Linked DNA regions of Mus musculus: region 1 is linked to region 2. Evidence: chromatin contacts called from public ChIA-PET data. All regions are on one chromosome and are shown on one strand. Each heading gives the region's core, a stretch centred on a gene start, on an enhancer-like site or on the middle of the called end of the contact. The rest is flanking DNA. Distances are from core to core; before and after follow the strand shown. Region 1 has its middle 130 kb from the start of Gm27217. Region 2 overlaps Satb1 (special AT-rich sequence binding protein 1).

What was found. ChIA-PET counts read pairs in DNA pulled down with a chosen protein or histone mark.
Region 1: an RNA polymerase II ChIA-PET map of CD8 T cells shows a contact between it and region 2, with 9 times the contacts expected there. The contact joins two enhancer-like sites. A contact is called at or near these places in 3 of 484 Hi-C or Micro-C datasets (CD4 T cells and cerebral cortex), 6 of 115 datasets of contacts at active chromatin or transcription factors (CD8 T cells, SST interneurons, astrocytes and 3 more) and 2 of 9 other capture datasets (embryonic stem cells and embryonic tail).

Annotation. Positions count from the first base shown.
Region 1 is chr17:52,467,013-52,470,681 of GRCm38.p6, forward strand. No RefSeq gene overlaps it. Among named protein-coding and RNA genes, the nearest start is that of Gm27217, 130 kb to the right of the region's middle. Within about 2 kb of position 1,574, at least 32 of the 459 cell types and tissues checked have an H3K27ac peak or open chromatin away from gene starts, as enhancers often do. A contact at or near this core is called in CD8 T cells, where this site is marked.
Region 2 is chr17:51,733,608-51,737,328 of GRCm38.p6, forward strand. Satb1 (special AT-rich sequence binding protein 1) reads right to left here. Exons shown (of 11, transcript NM_009122.2): 11 at 2,580-3,721. Among named protein-coding and RNA genes, the nearest start is that of Satb1, 97 kb to the right of the region's middle. Within about 2 kb of position 2,289, at least 6 of the 459 cell types and tissues checked have an H3K27ac peak or open chromatin away from gene starts, as enhancers often do. A contact at or near this core is called in CD8 T cells, where this site is marked.

The DNA.
Region 1 (3,669 bases), core at 324-2,823, 730 kb after region 2:
AAAAGGGAGGTATATATATATATATATATATATATATATGCCTAGGATTTGATGACAAAGAGCAAGTGAAAACCATGGGTCATTCTACTTTTTGTTCTACATCTATGCATGGCAAAAATAATGCTCTGCCATAAACTGTACTCAGACTTCTGCTGAAGCAATCAGCAAGCTGTCTCCTTCAAATAAGGAGTAAAGCTGAGTATTGTTCAGTTCCTGTTTGGCACTTTCATACTGCTACCAGGTATCAACAAAGGCATATTTGGAATATTTGTGTCATGCAGCCATGGCCTGGGGTATTTTCTTATATATATATATGAATGATAGGGTTCAGAAAGAGTAGAAGGAGCTTTCATTTTGCCTGAATTGTATTCTACATTAAGTAAATTTTGTTCTCATGAAATTTCAGAATGCTTTAATAACTTGCCCAAAGACATACAATTGCTCTATTATTATTATCAACTCAAGATCTATGCTTAGGACTGTTAAGTGTGAAGAATGAACACTCTACTTCTTGAAATTCTGAAGATAGTTTGTCCTCAGTTTTGATGAAGAGCACAATTATAGCTTTGAGGATTCAAGCATATTAGCTATATCTTTTTTTTTTTTTTTGCTGTGATAAAACAGGAACTTTGAACAGGTCACATAAGTCAAGAACATAGAGAAATAATTCATACTAGTTTGCGCTCAGCTGGTTCTCTCTACTCTTACAGTTCAGGATTCCTTGGCTAGGGAATAGTGCCTCCCACAGTGGTGGGTTTTCACACATCAATTAACATGATCAGGATAGCAATGGGCATGTCCACAAACCAACCTGACCTAGACAATATCTCATTGAGCCTCACTTCCCAAACCTTAGGTTGTGTCAAGCTGACAATTAAAATGATCCATCACACTAACTACTTCATCAGATATGTGTAACAAATCTCAAAATCTTTGCTGGTTCTGTTCCTCCAAATAATTATCCACACTCTGCCCCTGTTTATAACCCTGTTCCATTTTCCAAAAAAAAAAAATCTCTCTATTATTCACAGGAAACCTACACTCACCTGTTCTGATTTCACAGGGGTATTACATCAGCAATCTGAGCCACTCTGCTGTGTTTAAAGCTGTCTATTACCTTTCATCTAATTTTATGTGCTGGTGTCCTTTGCCCAGTACTCAAGGGTTCATTCTATTCCTATTCCTTTTTGTACATCTCAAAACTGACAAAACAGGTGCATAATGAGTGCTTAAACATTGCTTGACATACTAGAACCATGCAGCAAGTTAACGCAAGTGCTAGTAAATACAACTTAAACCGAAGTGTTTTTATCCCCTCACGTTGAGAGTAACATGGAATGTATTTATTATTTAATTTTCGTTGTAACCAAAATGTCTGAGAGAAGCAATATGAGGGAGAACAATTTCAATTTCGCTTTTGACCCCAAAGGGTTTATTTCATAGTTGTTTGTCTCCTGAGCTTGAATAAGATACTACAGCATCAGAAACATGCGGCCAGGAAGCAGAGAGAGTGACAGGAAGTCAAATGAGGTGTAGCCTTCAAAGGCCTTCTCTACAGGCCTACTTCTACTAGCTAGATTCTGCTTCTCAAAGATACCACAGCCCCCAACAGTAGCACCGTAAACGCCTGTGGAACCAATGTTCAAAACAGAAGCAGGTAGAGAGCATTTTCGATTCAAACCACAACAGTAAGCTAGCCATGGCATGATGGTAGTGACCTACTTCTTTCAAACCAAGCCAGCACAAGACTATGAGCTCTTTAAAATAAGTGTCTCACTCATAGCAAACTGACAGGTATGTCACAGCACCAACTCTGGAGTCTAATTCATGCTCAGAGTCATACTTCCGCTAACTGGAGTTCAAGTCTTAATTTATAAAACGGGCTGAGTGTTGACACAAAGAGATGATTGCCCTTGGAAGGTAAGTTTAATGTAGCCCTAGAAATGAGAGATGGGGCCCATCCCACTGAGCTAGAGAAGGAAGATTCTTATACAGGCAGGAGGTAGAACTGGTGTCAGTCGAGTTGGTCCAGAACTTGCACTGTGGCTTTTGCGGTCAAAGGCAGTGGGGATAAAATAAAGGAGTTAAGACTGGTGAATATGAATATTTGCGGTGGGCTTTTGGCTACAGGAAGGTTTTCTATTATTTGGCACCTGGTTCTGAAGGAGAAATATTACTTGGGATGTGAGTTAGATGAGAGCTCCTTGGGAGAAAAGTCTAGGGATTCCTGCATACAAAAGATGCACACCTACCATTAATTCTTTATTAACTCTAAAGTTTCCTGTCACTAGAAAGGGCAGTCTCCCTAACATCATGATTCTTAAGGTTAAAAGCATTACAAATAAAGCATTGAGAATAAAACTCATAGCCAGTACAGTGACATTGAACAAGTTTGTCAACCTGACTTACTTTACTCATCTATAAACTGGGCACAATAATAATAATCATGACACCACAGGGCTGCTGTGAGGGCTAAATGAACTAATATAAAGAGCATGGAGAACAGAGTGTGACGCATAGGGAATATGATATTAAAACCATAGATACTTGTCATCACAATACCTCTCGATGCCCCCCAAAAGGACAAGGATGCTTTGAGAGTTCCAGATGCATGCATGAATGTCAGTATGAATGTGACTTTTCATGACCATATATGTGCATTTCTTTTAAGGAATTTATATTTCTAAGTTCTTAGAAAGAGAAAATGAGTTCTTGAGTTAAGTGGGAAGCAAAGTAAAGACGATCACTTCAGGTAAGGAGACTCCGAGGCTCTGCAGCCCGAGCTGCTGATTTCCTACAGTGCTGATTCCAAGCCATCTGTCTCTGCCTGGGCATTTAAGGCAGACATTTGTCTTTCAAGTTTCTTCCAGCAACATCACAGTCACCAAATGAAGCCTAATCTCTCCCATCTATAACCCAGTGAGGTTTTGTTGGACTGGGTAGCAGCGTTCCCAATTTGAAAGAGAAAAATTGCATCTTTAGACAGCAGCAGCACAAGTCACCTGAGAAGTAGGTATTATTTAGGCCCCTGGTAGACTCTCTTCTATTAGCATCCATATAATGAAAAAGAGAGCAGCAGCATCTGTCTTTTCTTCTTCTGTTAAAGTTCAGTGAAATCTAGCAGACTCTGCCTGTTATGAGCATAGGAAATATCCCAGGTTCTACATTTCTGTTTGTTTGAGACAAGCCATAGCTGGGACTGGCATCATGCTCACGAGGATTCGGAATTTGCCTTAGGTGTTAGAATTCAACGTGCACACTCTCCCCTCCCTGTCCCCATTCTTAAACCCAACGAACCTGGCATTTCAGATATAAAGACACTTAGAGCTAGATAACTGCATGATATTTAAACAGCCCCAAGGATTCCCAAAGTGGGTGGAGGGGCACAGATTTCAGGATTCCACTGGTCATTTCTTATTGATGGTCTCTAGAAAGGATTCAATTGTATAGATTTAGAACACTCCATTTCCTTAAGTACCCACAATGTCTAGATGAATGATATCATTTTATTATCAGTAATACCAAAGATTCCCTCTGAGAATCCGAACCTGAAGATACCTGTCTCCTACCTGTACCTGGATATCAATAGCACAGAAGAGACTGATATCCACTGATATTCCTCTTCACAGGTAATATAGCTATTAGAAATAATATCCAAGCCGGGCGTGG
Region 2 (3,721 bases), core at 1,039-3,538:
AAGAGCTGGTGAGTTAGCACAGCCTACCAAGACACTTGGTTCCATCCCATGACCCGAAGACCCACATGGTAGAGGGGGAGACCAGCAAGTTGTTCTTTGACCTCCACACATGTGCTGTGGATGAACACACACACACACACATACACACACACACACACACACACACACACACACACATACACACAAATCAATAATGAGCATGATTTCAAAAAGAAAATTAAAATGCACCATGAAGGGGGCTGTCTATAGAATGTGATTCTTATTCCATTCTGCATGATCAAAATTTTTCCTACATTGTCTGTTCTCATTCATTCATTCATTCATTCATTTCTCCACTAAATGTATTTCTGTGGCAGGATTTGAAAATACAAGACTCTGATAGTAAATTTATTCGAATGTACAACTGTGCATAGCTGCAGTTTATGTATTACATGGAACCCTATTAATGTGAATGTCTGAATTCTGACATCCGAGTGGTTTGATTTTATTTGACATATTATCCTTTAAAAATAAGAAAACTGCCTCCACAAACTTCAGTAACTATTTGTGAAACTGAGTTCTTATTTTGAAGAGTAAGTTTTCTGAAGTGCACCATTTGCTGTATGAATTCATGAGTGCAGTTGGGATGTAGGCACTGCCCAGTCCAGCCTTTTTACTATGGGATTCATATTTCTTGATAAACAAACCCAGTTTGAAGATTTATTTATTTTTTTTATCGGCAAAGAAAAATCCTGTCCTTTTCAATTTCCTTTCCTTGGACACATTACAAACATCTTCCCTATGTTTCTTCGGGTCTATTGTAGTGGAGCCAATTCTCCATTTTCTCTGTCTCTCACCTGCTTCTGTCTATTTATTTGTGTATAAGATGTCAAAGGAAAGCAGAAAGCAACACCTCAAAATACCACCTTGAAAGTGAAAATGCCAACAAATTCTTTTCTGCACCTGAAGCTTTTAATTCTTTAATCCACTGTGGAATGTTGCTTAATTACATATTTTATTATGCAGAACTGAAAATTATGTACTTTAGTTTTCTGAACCGATTTGAAAGCACGGACTGTTTATAAATAGAGGGAGGCTGGCCTGCCTCTGCTTTTTCTCTTACAAATATTTGTGGGGTTCTCTTAAAAACGTGGCTTTTGGAAAATTCTCAGAAAGCTCTGGGGAACAAAAACCAATATTTTAATTTTTGAAAAGAGAAATTAAAAGATTCATTACTTGACCAAAAAATGTAACATGATGTTGCAGTATTATGATAGGTGAAACCTGCCTAACAGCTGGGTTCTTCTTGTAGATGCTTTGTATTAATTTCAGAGAGTTTCATAAAGTATAAATAGAAAAATGTTAAAATTGCTGAGTTGGAAGGTGACTACAGTTTTTTTCTTTTCTATGTTTTCTTTTTTTGTGTTTTTGTTTTTCACAATTTTCCTAATAGTTTTTTTTATGAGAAGAAAATTGGTGAGTATATCTCTCATTTATACAAAGAGCAGAATTTGGAGTTGTATTCCAGGGCGAAACATCTCTTAAACTCGGCTTAAATCAGTGTTCAACTTCCTCTTTTAACAAAATACATGTTGCTTTGTGTCTGTGGAAGAACGGAATTGCATTGAATTCTCACTGTGCTGGAGAAATGTTGGGGGAGATGGGGGGATTGGATTTGAGGTTCATGTGGCCTCTTTGTAGCTGAACAAGTCAGTTAACATATTTGAACTTTCATGTTCCCATGCCTTTGAAGTGAGAATGTTGGTGTCTGCCGGAAATGCCTCCTAGTGGAATGGAGAGCTTTAAATAAGACACAGGGAAGTCTTAGAAAATGAAGCACTCTTCAAATTTTGCTCTCAGCTTAAAACATGTTGGAGGACAATGCTAATAGCGAGGCCTCAGCCAGTAGGCTGCCTTTGTATCAAAGTTAAAACTGCGAGTGACTGGCTGTGAAACCTATCTCCACAATGGAGATGCTGTTCAGCAGGTTGGTGCCCTGGACAAAATGCTCCTTTGCATTGTCTTGTTACAGAGGTAATGCGTTCACACACACACACACACACACACACACACACACACACACACACACACACACACACGTATGTGTTATGTGTACTTTAGCATCCTGACCTAACAGGAACTGTCAGATCTTTCACGGGGGGTGGGGGGGTTGCTGGGTGGGGACCACACAGTGATAGACATCACTTCTTTCTTGGAGGATGTTGAAGCATGATTTAAAGACTGTCACCAGAATGAAGCCTTATTGGAATGTATCTCTGACTGAGTTTGCAGCAATGAAGTGATGTTCAGCATTTAACCGGGTGCAGAATAGACGGCTTGTCTTGGCTCTTACCTTGTACACAGTTCCACTGTATCTCTCACCAGCCACGATTAAAGCCAAGCCCAAGTCAAGTGGTTTAGTTACAGTAGTTATATTAGCAGTTGGAAATAGCCCATAGGAAAAGATGACTTCATACCCATCTTTGGCTCAAAGAAAATAGCTGCAATTTAACTTTACTAGTGTTCTTTTCATAAAATTAAGTGTGTGTGTATAATATACATATATGTAGAAGAATATAAGAAAGGCTTAAAAATGTTGCTCATGTTTTAAACATTAATTCCAAACTATTTTTATTTAGCATATGGTATTGTTAAACAGGTATAGTATTCTTAACACACACCTTCCACCACATTTTGTTAGAGGGCACTTTATATTTTATCAAAAATTGTGCATTTTAATAGATTGTAGCTCAGCTTTTGTCCAAAGACATGCAAGTATTCACTATTTACATTTAAAGGATTGCTTCTGAGGGAACACTGAATCCAAGAATAGGCCCTTGAGAGACTTCTTTCTATGACCGTTTTTTGATGGCTATGGAGCTGCTGGGTTCCCACACTGCCATCCACATTTCTGGCTGGCTTTAGCACAGTCCCATCTCCTCCATGGCTATATAGCACAGGCCATACACATTTTAGTTGCTCTTGCTGAAAATATCACCAGGCAGTTCATAATAGCTCATTTATTGAAAATACTGTGACAATCAAGGACCTTGTTAGCCAAATGTGAACAACTGGGACCAGGGAAGAATTTAATAATAGCAGGTGTGGGACACTCATTTCCAATCACTTCTGAACCATTTAAATTTTTTTTTATTTAAGCTATGTATTTTCAATATGCATTGTTAACTATAGATACTACTAGGGGCAGACGCTTAAGCTCAGAATTTCATAGTACTAAATGCCAGTCAATACGCATTTTATACATATGTACAGACTTTGTTACTAAGTGCCACACAGGTAGGGCACACATACTAGTCACCTTTGTTTTCAAAGGTTATGTGTCAACTCTGCATATTGTGTGGCAAGAAGATACTGTCAACAACATTTTTTGCATAATGTGCAGGTATTATATGGCCACAGAGTGTAATACAAATTAGTGGCAAAGTGCTGAGTGTAGGATGCTATGACAGACTCAGATGCACACAACTGACTACTACCCGGAAATTACCTGACTCTGCTAAGGTTCTAACAGCACAAAGCACTATGTCATGCCCAGCCGAAACGCTGGGACACAATGAAGCTTGTTAAAGGAATTTTACCAACAGCCATAGGCAACCAGAGACACATGGGTGACAATGACGTTGGGAGCTGGGGACAATGTGGATCACTAGGGGAAATCTTCTGAAATACGCTGTCTTCAACAGTTTTGCCCACTCCATTGTGACCATCGTGGCTTGCAAAC